Linked DNA regions of Anser cygnoides: region 1 is linked to region 2. A link is a contact called in public Hi-C data. All regions are on one chromosome and are shown on one strand. Each heading gives the region's core, a stretch centred on a gene start, on an enhancer-like site or on the middle of the called end of the contact. The rest is flanking DNA. Distances are from core to core; before and after follow the strand shown. Region 1 overlaps TMEM63B (transmembrane protein 63B). Region 2 holds the start of HSP90AB1 (heat shock protein 90 alpha family class B member 1).

What was found. A called contact is a pair of places that touch in the nucleus more often than the background predicts.
Region 1: a Hi-C map of liver shows a contact between it and region 2, with 4 times the contacts expected there. The contact joins the enhancer-like site here to the promoter of HSP90AB1 in region 2. A contact is called at or near these places in 2 of 7 Hi-C or Micro-C datasets (both in liver).

The regions. Positions count from the first base shown.
Region 1 is chr3:33,919,004-33,924,493 of Taihu_goose_T2T_genome, reverse strand. All of the region lies in intron 1 of TMEM63B (transmembrane protein 63B), which reads left to right. Among named protein-coding and RNA genes, the nearest start is that of MRPL14, 8.4 kb to the left of the region's middle. Within about 2 kb of position 2,968, at least 2 of the 3 cell types and tissues checked have open chromatin away from gene starts, as enhancers often do. A contact at or near this core is called in liver, where this site is marked.
Region 2 is chr3:33,828,640-33,834,561 of Taihu_goose_T2T_genome, reverse strand. HSP90AB1 (heat shock protein 90 alpha family class B member 1) reads left to right here and starts at 1,947. Exons shown (of 12, transcript XM_066993843.1): 1 at 1,947-2,060; 2 at 2,399-2,542; 3 at 2,688-2,894; 4 at 3,176-3,335; 5 at 3,540-3,673; 6 at 4,108-4,416; 7 at 4,814-4,979; 8 at 5,164-5,354; 9 at 5,633-5,780. The coding sequence starts at 2,399. It overlaps SLC29A1 (solute carrier family 29 member 1 (Augustine blood group)), which reads left to right. Exons shown (of 14, transcript XM_048080133.2): 14 at 1-569.

The sequences.
Region 1 (5,490 bases), core at 1,719-4,218, 89 kb before region 2:
TGCTGGAGTGCTGTGAGCCTGCCTGGCCCACAGCAAGTGTGCCTGCCTGCTTTTTCCTTTGCACCCCACCCATCCCCGTGGCTGTTTTCAGCTTGCCCAATCATCCCTATCAACCTCTAATTGCCTCCCAGCCTTTCAGAGCATCCCTGAGCTCGTCCCTCCCTAGATGCCATCTTGCGCGTTGCTGATTGCAGAGCCCTTCTTTCCCAACACCAGCTCCTTGCCGAGCTGGCTCTGGAGGCCCCAAGCAGAGCTTTGGGGCAACTCCCTCTCCTCCTACCCCAGCACCGGGGCCTCGTTAGTCCTGCTCTGTCTCCCCACATAGAGGTGCATGCATGCTAATGCCCCGTTTTGCCTGCAGGAGCCTTACGCAAGGTGGATTTCGGAGTCAATGAGGGTTTGAGATCCTTAGGACAAAGTGTTCTTTCTCGCTATTTGGAAAAAAAAAATATCTTCACGTCAGTGTAGTGAGGAAGGACTTCGTGGGTGAGGGATGCTTCTGGGCTCAGAGCAGGGCGCTTAACTCCTCTGCCTGGCAAACTCACCCATCGGTGCCATCGCCCCGTCCTTCGAGAGCAGGGAACGTACCCAGTCCTGAAGAGCCTGAGCATTGATCTTTGATGGAATTAAACTAGCAGTGGCAAAACTTCACAGTGCACAACGCTGCTCGCCTGGATGTGCAGGCAGGGAGCCACTCCGGCATCTCCCTGGCTGCCCAGAGCTGACCTGAGCCGGTGGGGGCAGACTGAAACTTGTGCCTTTGCAGTTACTCCTGTAAGCAGCTGGGGAACCATGCAAAAACATCCTCAGTTTTAATCCTGTGGAACCCTCGAGCAGGGACAGGACAGATGTAACTCACCCAGGAGGAGCGGGTGGGCATGGGCCTGCTTCCCAGTGGGCGTCTGCATGCGTTCACCCCAGCAGGACCCTGCCAAGGTGAAGGCCCAGCACCCGAGTGGCTGGCCAGCGCTGCCCAGGGCCTACGTCTGGTGATGTCCTGCGGTCCTGTTGTTAACACGATGTGCTCCAGCCAGGCCTTTGGGCTCCAGGCTATAACTGGACACGCATCAAGCCGTGGCTGAGGCTTTCTGGTAAAGCCACTGGGACCGCCCTCCCTGTGCCCCTTAGGAGGGGTGGAAGCTCAGAAATCGATCCGAGCCTCTTAATCGTCCTCTCCAGTCCATTTGGAGCTGGTAAGTGCGATGGCATAGAGGATGGATCCAGGAAATGACAAAGGGGAAAGGAGCCAGGAGGTCCATTACCCTCTTGGTGGGATGGGAGGTGTGCTGAGTGTTTGAAGGCAGGAAAGCAATAGCTTTCTCTGAGAAGGAGAGGAAAATGCGAGGTTCTAAAAATGAGCCTGGCATGGAGAGACAGCTGGGCTCAGCCAGGAGGGAGGAATGGAAAATGCGGTGGTGGCTTTAGGAGGAGCCAGGAGCTGGCACTGGTTGTTCTGCCTGGATGGGCTTCAAGGCTCTGATCCGCCACCATATGGATGCTCAGTTCAGCAGCATCACTGCGGGGTCTGTTTCTAGCTGCCTGGTGGGGGTATGCCTTGGGCAGCAGAGAGTGCTTCTTGCCTTCTGCTGCTCAGGAGCCTAGCTCCTGGACAATATCCCAAAACAAGAGGTGGTCACGTGTGCCTGGGCTTTGTAACCCCTCTCCCACCCAGCCCTGCTTTGAGACCCGTAACAAACTTTGTTGTGCTCGTCTCTGCCTGCCGCCGAAGGCAGTCAGATGTCCTTGCTGCCTACATCCCCTGAAATCCCATTCCTCTCTCCGTGGGGGTGGCAGGGTGGCAGCTGGGGGCTGTGCTTGCCAGAGGCCCACCAGCCAGCAGCGTCGTGGTCCCTCTGCAGGAGACAGGCACTGCCTGAGCCCCCCTGTCACAGCCCCGTAGCAGCCAGCAGCCCTCCATCGAGCTTCTGGAAGAAGGTCACGGGCTGTCGGGAGGCTTTTGGAGACCCCACATTAAAGCAGGTGTTGAAGACCATATGGCACTCGGTGCTTCCAGAGCCTGGAGCACGCTGAAAGGGGATGTTCGTGCTCTTGTGTGGTGGATCTAATCAACAGGAAGATCTACCCAGAGCTTAGGGGTCTGATATAAAAAATATATATACTGAGCATGCCCTCGAGTATGATCCCATTGGTGAGGGAGCTGCAGGTGATCAACCACAGGTCACCCTTCCACTGTCTCCTGATCCTCCCATGACAGGAGGGGGATCCAGAGCGCTCATGCTCCCTTGACTCATCTCACTTCCACCGAGAGAGCGCTTGGTGTTGGTAAACAGCGTGTTATAAATAGGTGGCTGATGCTATATTGGGAGCTTTGCCTGCTGTCGAGCGCAGGCGTCGCAGGACCTGGGCCTGGGCGCCGTGAGCACGGCTGTGGTGTGATGAGGCCGCAGTGGGCACGGCTGGGAAGCTGCCTGAGCACCAGCTCTGCTCCACCTGGCCCTGGAAAGGTGTCCCCAGCCCTGCTGATGTGTGGATGGGGGCACTGCGGAGACCTGAAAGTGAGCGGGATTCAGCAGGAAGGAGTGATGTGCACGTGGCTGCTTCGGGCTGCAGGTGTTTAATGCGGAGACAAGGATGCCACAATTTGCAGTAGCGGGGTAAAGCTTTGGGCCCAGTCACACATGGGTGTCCCTACACGTGTGCCGTTTTCAGATGAAACTCAAAACCCACAGCATTGCCAGGACCACGGATGTCTGATGACCTGCTGTAAGCAGGAGGTGACACGCGGGTGTAAGTGCAACGTGGAGCCCAGCAGGGTCAACCGTGGCCCCAGCGTTGCACCCTGCCCTCCGCCCCACGTGCGGCGGCTGGCCCTGATTCCCCTACTCGGGATTCCTCGGAGGCTTTGATCGGGATGCCAGTCAGGTGGCATCAGAGCAGGGCAGGCTGCCAGGGGGGAAATTCCAGCCTTGCTGCTTGCTTACGGGGCTGTGGCGCGATTACCCTGACAGGCCTCGAGCACAAACAAGCGGGCAGCTTGGCGGCGGCCGGCCGGCCTCACGGGGGAGGCTGGAGGAGGTGCTGCCCTCCTGCCTCCTTGTACTTTTCCACGGCCTGGTTTAAGGCAGGTAAACCTGCCTGGTGCTCTGCTGGAGTGTCGGGCTGGCCCCTCGGAGCCATGAGGGCGCCTAGGAAGCGCCAGGCTAAAGGCCCCCTGGGAGCATGCTGACTGGTTTGTGAGGCGAGGCGGTGGTGCTGTGCCTTCTCCATTGACAAAATGTCCTTTAAATGGTTCCTACCTTACCTCTGGTGAGTGGCACGAGTCTTTCTGCACGGTGATCTGGAAAGGGCGTGCTGGGAGGACTGTCATCCATCACACAGTAATGGAGCTCTGCGCTTCGTGTCTGGAGATCGCCTTCCCAGCAAGAGGTTTTGGGGGGGTGGTTTTTTTCCTTTTCCGTTGTTTGTTTTTTTTTGTGGAATACCTATGGGGTATTTTGGAAAAAAAAAAAGGCTCTATAACAGCAACAGAAATGCAAAGGCCGTGTTTGTTGTGTGTGGCAGCGTTTGCCAAGAGCCTGATAAGCCCTGACGCTAACGCTGATGATGTGTAGCGAGTCTGGCAACAAGGTTCAAGCGTGTCCCGGTATGCAAAAATGGGACAGCTACGAGGATGTCTGAATGTTTGTTGATTTAAGTGGGGTAAACTGAATTTCATCAGAACAGTTGGCGCTTCTCGAACTGCCGTGTTTATTTAAAAACAAAGAAAGCTCGCTTTCCTCTTCTGCTGCAGACAGTTTGAACGCCATGGGAGGCAGCCGTGCTGGAAGGTAATGGGAAATGAGAGGGTAGGCCAGGGAGAGGGGACAAGGCTTTAGGTGTTTGGCCCCACTGTGACTGAAACAGTGCTCTGTGACCTCTCAGGGTATGAACACAAAGGCAGCATGTGGCAGTTGTCGCTGTAAAGTGTACCACAGGAACCTATTTCTCATCATCAGAGACAAATTCTGGTTAAGCTACTTGATCTTTGCTGCCTCTACCATGAGATGCTCGACTGGGGCTGGGCTGATAACCAGTACACGTAGCCTGGGGTCAGTGAATGGTCTTGGAAAACAGCTGGTGCTTGAAGCAGAGCACAGTGCTCGAGTCTGTCCCTTTTTAGGCAAACACTTTAATTTAGCTGTGTGTTTAAGTTGTGATCACTTCAGTGAGAGCATTTCAAGATAAGTGTGTACTTAGGAGCTTTCCTGAGCAGGGGTGATTTCTTTTGCATGAGGATCCTTGGAGAAATATCTTCACAAGCATTAGCCCGTACGGCTGCCAAGGCTAGATTTGTGTTGGGAGAAATACTGAACAGCAACCTCATCTGGGTTATTAATTAGTAATTAAACTCTGAATGCCATTATCCATTAATTGTTGCTATACTCCTGCTACTGTGATGCGTTTGGGAAGGCCAAACTTTACTCCTAAAAGGAAAACTCTGGAGGGATTGTTTGCTGGTCTGTCATGTTGCATTAGAGGCCGCAGCTGCAGCTTCAACAGGTGATTTGTCATTTCGTGTAGTTGTCCTGTTGCGGTGTGTTGTCCTGATTCAGAAACGAGAGATGGAACAGCACGATCATCCTCTCCAGCATGCCATCCGGCAGTGATCAGCCTCCTTCAGGTCAAGTCAGGATTTCAGTGGTCTTGGTATGTGCGAGAAGGGGCTGTGGGCAAGAGGAGCCCGTGTTACCACCTGCAAGCCTTCGATGGACTTTCTTAGGTTTGATATTTGCCTTTGTGGAGCTGTGCTCCGCGTAAACAGTGACTCAAAGTGGCTTTGCCCAATTAAAGTACCATTTCTTTGTTTATCCTAACGTTGAGATAGGACTCCAGATGACACAAGGCTTGCGCTGCTGCGCCTCGCCTAAAATTCAGTGCCCTTCTTCAAGCCTAAGCAACCGCTTTATCTCCCACACCTTTATCTGCGGCTCTGGGAGCCGGGCTGCTTGCCTTCAAGTGCCACTTCTGTGTCCCTGCTCTTGGCCGGGTGCCGTCAGCTCCGTGCCCAGCGCCCGACCGGCACTTTGTTCCCTGTGTTCCCAGGCTGGGCCCGGCTCCTCTTGCCAAGCCCAGAGGGTGGAGAGAGGCCGGTGAAAAGAACAGCCCGCTCAGCATCTCTCACGTGCTGCTGGCTGGCTGCGGGCCCAGCGTCCCCAGCCTGGCGCGTGTGCGTGGCTCCTGGCTACAGACCCCTGCCCGGCAGTCCGAGATCTACCCGAAAACTCAAAAGGAGGTGTCCAACCCTCGTGCTGCCCAGCAGGTGCAGGGGTTTCCCTGTCTGTGGTGTAGGCCCCTCTGGCAGCGGCAGAGCAAGCATCCTGCAGAAGAGGAACCAGGACGTCTTCCAGCACTGACACACCGAGAGGGGCCCAGCTGTCCATCTGCAGCTGTGTGGATAAGGGCTCGGGGACAAGGGTGAGTCTCAAGGCTGTGTTTAGTGTCCACCTCGCTCTGCTATGACCTTTGTTACTTACTCAGCTCGCAGCAGGA
Region 2 (5,922 bases), core at 698-3,197:
TATGTGCCTTCGCCTTCCCCGTGCTGTGTGTAAGACTCCTGGGACCTCGACGAGGTCCAGCCGCCTCCCGTGCTGCGTAACTCCCCCAGCTCAAGGCCAAAAACCATGCTAAACCTCCTCATCTCTGACAGGCGGAGTCGAAGGCTAGCATCCAGTGTTATTTCCCCTCTTGCCCCCATCCCTAAGGCCTCTAGTGGCTTGCTCCTCTCTCCTTCCAGCGTGCCTGGACGCATCCCATGCCACGCATCATCTCCTACCAGGGAGAACTGGGGCAGCAGGAGCTCCAGCCACACCCAGTAGCTCAAGGGACACCCGTGTGGTGTGACCGAGGGCCAACACCATGACTCAGTCTCCACGCTTCGCTTTCTCCCTCTCCTTGCCTTCGTTCCCTCCCCACAGATCCTGCTGTTATTTCCTTTCCGCCTCCCAGCCGTGTAACAAACAGGAGGTCCCACCTGCAAACAGGAGAGGGGGCAGCTCCCCCCCAGCTCCCTGCCTGCCTCTCCCCTCCCGTGTCTCTCTCAATGTACCCGTACATTGCCCATTTTCTATAAAAAGACTAAAACCTGTGTCCGTCTCTATCACCGCAGGGGCTTCCTCATAGCATTCTCCTTGAGAAACTGGCTGCTCGGGGCTTGGACTGGCGTACGCTTCGTTGGGTTAGAAACTGGCTGGATAGCCGGGCCCAGAGAGTTGTGGTGAATGGAGTCAAATCTGGTTGGAGGCCGGTCACTAGTGGAGTCCCCCAGGGCTCGGTACTGGGGCCGGTCCTCTTTAATATCTTTATCGATGATCTGGATGAGGGCGTCCAGTGCACCCTCAGTAAGTTTGCGAATGACACCAAGCTAAGTGCGTGTGTCGATCTGCTTGAGGGCAGGAAGGCTCTGCAGGAGGATCTGGATAGGCTGGGCCGATGGGCTGAGGTCAACTGCATGAAGTTCAACAAGGCCAAGTGCCGGGTCCTGCACCTGGGGCACAACAACCCCAAGCAGAGCTACAGGCTGGGAGATGAGTGGTTGGAAAGCTGCCTGGCAGAGAAGGACCTGGGAGTATTGGTTGATAGTCGGCTGAATATGAGCCAGCAGTGTGCCCAGGTGGCCAAGAAGGCCAACAGCATCCTGGCCTGCATAAGAAGCAGTGTGGCCAGCAGGTCTAGGGAGGTGATTGTCCCCCTGTACTTGGCTCTGGTGAGGCCGCACCTCGAGTACTGTGTTCAGTTTTGGGCCCCTTGCTACAGGAAGGACATGGACGTGCTCGAGCGAGTCCAGAGAAGGGCGACCAAGCTGGTGAGGGGTCTGGAGAACAAGTCTTACGAGGAGCGGCTGAGGGAGCTGGGGTTGTTCAGCCTGGAGAAGAGGAGGCTCAGGGGAGACCTCATCGCTCTCTACAGTTACCTGAAAGGAGGCTGTAGCGAGGTGGGGGTTGGTCTGTTCTCCTACGTGCCTGGTGACAGGATGAGGGGGAATGGGCGAAAGTTGCGACAGGGGAGTTTAAGGTTGGATATTAGGAAGTACTTCTTTACCGAAAGGGTTATTAAGCATTGGAACGGGCTGCCCAGGGAAGTGGTGGAGTCACCATCCCTGGAGGTCTTTAAAAGACGTTTGGATGTAGCCCTTAGTGATACCGTTTAGTGTAGGACTTGTTAGTGTTAGGTCAGAGGTTGGACTGGGTGATCTCCGAGGCCTCCTCCACCCTAGGTGATCCCGCGATGCTGTGAAGGAAGCACCCGAGGCCTGCGGGCGGTGAGGGGCTGCGAACAGCCGGAGCGCCCCCTGGCGACGCGGATCTCCCCCTGACAGGGCCGGCTCCGCCCCGGCCCCTCACAGCCCCCACAGGCGGCCGAGCCCCCTCAGCAGCGCGGGACCCACCCGCCCCCAACGGCCGCCCCCCGCCCTTCTGGAAGCCTCTGGAAGAGCCGCCGCACCCCCTCTCCCCTCGCCGTGCTCCTCCGCCGCCGCCCGCGGGAAGTAGTCCCTCGCCCCCCTCCCGGCCCGCCGCCGTTAAACGAGCACCGGGGAGGGGGGGGGCGGGCCACCGGCGGGACTGCCGCGCCGAGCCGGGTGAGAGCGGGGAGAGGAGGGCACCGCAGCGTCTGATGAGCCGTGAGGAGGGAGTGAGGGGTCGGGAGGCCGTGGCAAGGCTCCGCTGAGCGGCGGCGGGAAGCAGCGCCGGCCGTGGCCGTTTTAAGGCGGAGGGAGCCGCCGGCTGGGGCGGGGCGGCACCGAGCCTATAAAAGGGCGGCGGGGGGGCGGGGGCGGCTCCTTGCGGCGGACGATCGCGGCCGGCACGGTGAGGAGCGGGGCTGGGCCTTCCCTTCCCTTCCCTTCCCTTCCCTTCCCTTCCCTTCCCTTCCCTTCCCTTCCCTTCCCACCCCTAGCGCCCTGCGCTCCCCCCGCAGATGCCCGAGATGCGCGGCGAGGAGGAGGAGGCGGAGACGTTCGCCTTCCAGGCGGAGATCGCCCAGCTCATGTCGCTCATCATCAACACGTTCTACTCCAACAAGGAGATCTTCCTGCGGGAGCTCATCTCCAACGCCTCCGACGTGAGCAGCCCCTCGTCTGCTGGGGGCGTGGGGGAGGCTGGGGGGGGCCCTCTGGGGAGACCTGGGTGGCTTGCGAGGCTTGCGGCGGTGAGGGGAGGTGGGTGTTGGGCAGCGAGGCAGCAGGAAGCATCGCCTCCTCCCCTAGGCGCTGGACAAGATCCGCTACGAGAGCCTGACCGACCCCTCAAAGCTCGACAGCGGTAAGGACCTCAAGATCGACATCGTCCCCAGCCCCCGGGACCGCACGCTCACCCTGGTGGACACGGGCATCGGGATGACGAAAGCTGATCTCATCAACAACCTGGGCACCATCGCCAAATCCGGTACCAAGGCCTTCATGGAAGCCCTGCAGGTGGGTTATTTAGGGGTGTCCGGGATCCCAAAGGCCTGGGCGCAGTCTGGCATTGTTGTATAACCCCAGCCCTGCTGGCTTTCCGGCCGTGGGAGCTGCTGGCCTCCTGGAATGTGTTTTCCCACCTCTACAGTAGCAGGGAGGTGCTGAGGGTAGGGCTGGCTGCCTGCTGGCACTCGCTCCTTAATGTGTGCATACTGATGCAGTTCTTTGTTGGTTGAATCAGTTGCTCACCTTTTCTGTGTCCTTTCTACTCCATTAGTGTTTCTCCACCTCTACAGGCTGGTGCAGACATCTCCATGATTGGGCAGTTTGGTGTGGGTTTCTACTCTGCATACCTGGTGGCTGAGAAGGTTGTTGTCATTACCAAGCACAATGACGATGAGCAGTATGCTTGGGAGTCTTCAGCTGGGGGCTCCTTCACTGTCCGGACTGACCATGGTACGTGTCGGACAAAGCCAAGTGCATCTCTCTGCTAGGCATGACCCTTTCCTTGGTTCTCCATAGAGCTGGGCTGTCCTGTTAATCACTCTTGTTAATTTTGAGATATCAAGCAGCGGTTAGGCTCAAGGAGTTAGTCCCTGTTGTACTCTGCCCTTTAAAACAGTGCTCTGAGGCAAAAATCTTTGTCCTCTAACGCTACAGGTGAGCCCATCGGACGAGGCACCAAAGTGATCCTATATCTGAAGGAGGACCAGACAGAGTACTTGGAGGAGAGGCGAGTCAAAGAGGTGGTGAAGAAGCACTCTCAGTTCATCGGCTACCCCATCACGCTTTATGTATGTAAGAGAAGAACTGGGGGGACCCCGGGAAAGCTGGAGGAAGGAGTGAGGGGGGTTGAGAGGAGGAAGCAGCCAGAAAAGAGCAGCTTCCAGCTTGTATTGCTAGAGGTAAGATGAGGCTGGGGGCTCATTTTATTGGAGGTGAAACATTCAGCCACGCTGAATTGGTGCAGCTGGAGCTCATCCAGACCAGCCACAGAGAGAGGAGGGTTTATTGGCCTGCTATTCTCTTGACCAGTTCTTGGTTACATGGATACTGGAAGCTGAGTGCTGCTTTAGTGATGAGCTTTGTTTCCAGGTGTTGCATATGTTGGACCTTGCGTTACGCCCAGGAGAATACCTGTTTGTCTCATGGAGCAGGATTCCTAATAACGTGTGCTTGGTGCTAGACCTGGGCTCATGGTCTGATTTTCTTGTCCCTTCCTCCACAGCTGGAGAAGGAGCGTGAGAAAGAGATCAGTGATGATGAGGCAGAGGAAGAAAAAGGTGAGAAGGAAGAAGAGGATTCCAAGGATGAGGAGAAACCCAAAATTGAGGATGTGGGCTCTGATGATGAGGAGGAGGGAGACAAAAGCAAGAAGAAAAAGACCAAGAAGATTAAGGAGAAATACATTGACCAGGAGGAGCTGAACAAGACCAAGCCTATTTGGACCCGCAACCCTGACGACATCACCCAGGAGGAGTATGGCGAGTTCTACAAAAGCCTCACCAATGACTGGGAGGACCACCTGGCTGTCAAGGTGGGTCCTGGGCCACGCAGAGACAGGGGGCCCCTTCCCGGTGTGCACAAAAAGCCATCACTTGCGTTGTGCTTTGGTACAGAGCTGAGGGCTCCTGGGCCTCTTAGTGGTGCCCCAGCCTGCCCTGAGTCCTGCGGAGGCAGAGGGGTGGGCAGTGCCCCCCTAGAAGCAGGGCAGGGGAGTGGTGGGCCGTGGGGAAGTACGGCTTCTCTCTCCAGGGCAGCAGTGGGGCTGAAGAGGGAAATGCCAGCTGTTGGCACGCCGCAGTCCCTGCTGTGCCCCTCTGCTGTTCCCAGCGCTGAGGAGCGGCAGTTCAGCCTTGCCCTGTGCGGGTCCCAGGGGAAGGTGTTGAAGGGGGAGCACTGAGGCAGCTGTTTTTTTGTTCCTGGCCCCGCAGCACTTCTCCGTGGAAGGGCAGCTGGAGTTCCGGGCCCTGCTCTTCATCCCGCGCCGTGCCCCTTTTGACCTCTTTGAGAACAAGAAGAAGAAGAACAACATTAAGCTGTACGTGAGGCGTGTCTTCATCATGGACAGCTGCGATGAGCTCATCCCTGAGTACCTGAGTAAGAGCCCCCTTGCCTCAGCCTCCCAGCCTGGGCTGGGCCCCCTGCACCCTGTGGCACTGCTCCCAGTACAGGGCAGCTGGCTGAGGCACCAGCTGGTGTGGGGGCGCAGCAGCCACTGTCTTAGCACTTCTGGGGTGAAGCTGAGAGATCTTAACCTGACTTTTTTGCCTCCTTTACTCAGACTTCATCCGGGGTGTTGTGGACTCGGAGGACCTACCTCTGAACATCTCCCGCGAGATGCTCCAGCAGAGCAAGATCCTCAAGGTGATCCGCAAAAACATCGTGAAGAAATGCTTGGAGCTCTTCTCGGAGCTGGCAGAGGACAAAGAGAACTACAAGAAATTTTACGAGGCCTTTTCCAAGAATCTGAAGGTGAGAGCTAGGCAGCCTGCCCCTGAAGGAGGGAGGGCCCTGTGACCTGTCTGCCGCAGGAAGAAGGTTGTTCCAGTACCACGTCTTCTCTGCGTGGGGTGTTGGGGTAGAGGGGGGCGTCTCTAAAGTGCCCCGGAGAGCCTCTTTGTGTGCCTGGCCCCTTCAGCTGCCCTCAGCCTAGGACTGATAGGGTTAGGAGATGGTTGTGTCTCGGGGGGTGGCCCAGGTGTGTGCAAGTGCCATCCTGGGGACCACGTGGATCTTTTCTCTGCCCCCAGCTGGGCATCCACGAGGACTCGACCAACCGAAAGCGCCTTTCGGAGCTGCTGCGCTACCACACGTCCCAGTCAGGCGAGGAGGTGACTTCCCTTTCGGAATACGTGTCGCGCATGAAGGAGACCCAGAAGAGCATCTACTACATCACAGGTGAGCCGGGTCTCTGTACAGCGGTGCGGCAGGTCACCTGCCCGCTAGCCCAAACTGGAAGCAAATTCTTCCAGGCAAGTCCTGCTGCCGGTTTTTACGCTGGGGGCTGTGAGAGCGGTGCTGTTTGTCACGCTGTTGCCAG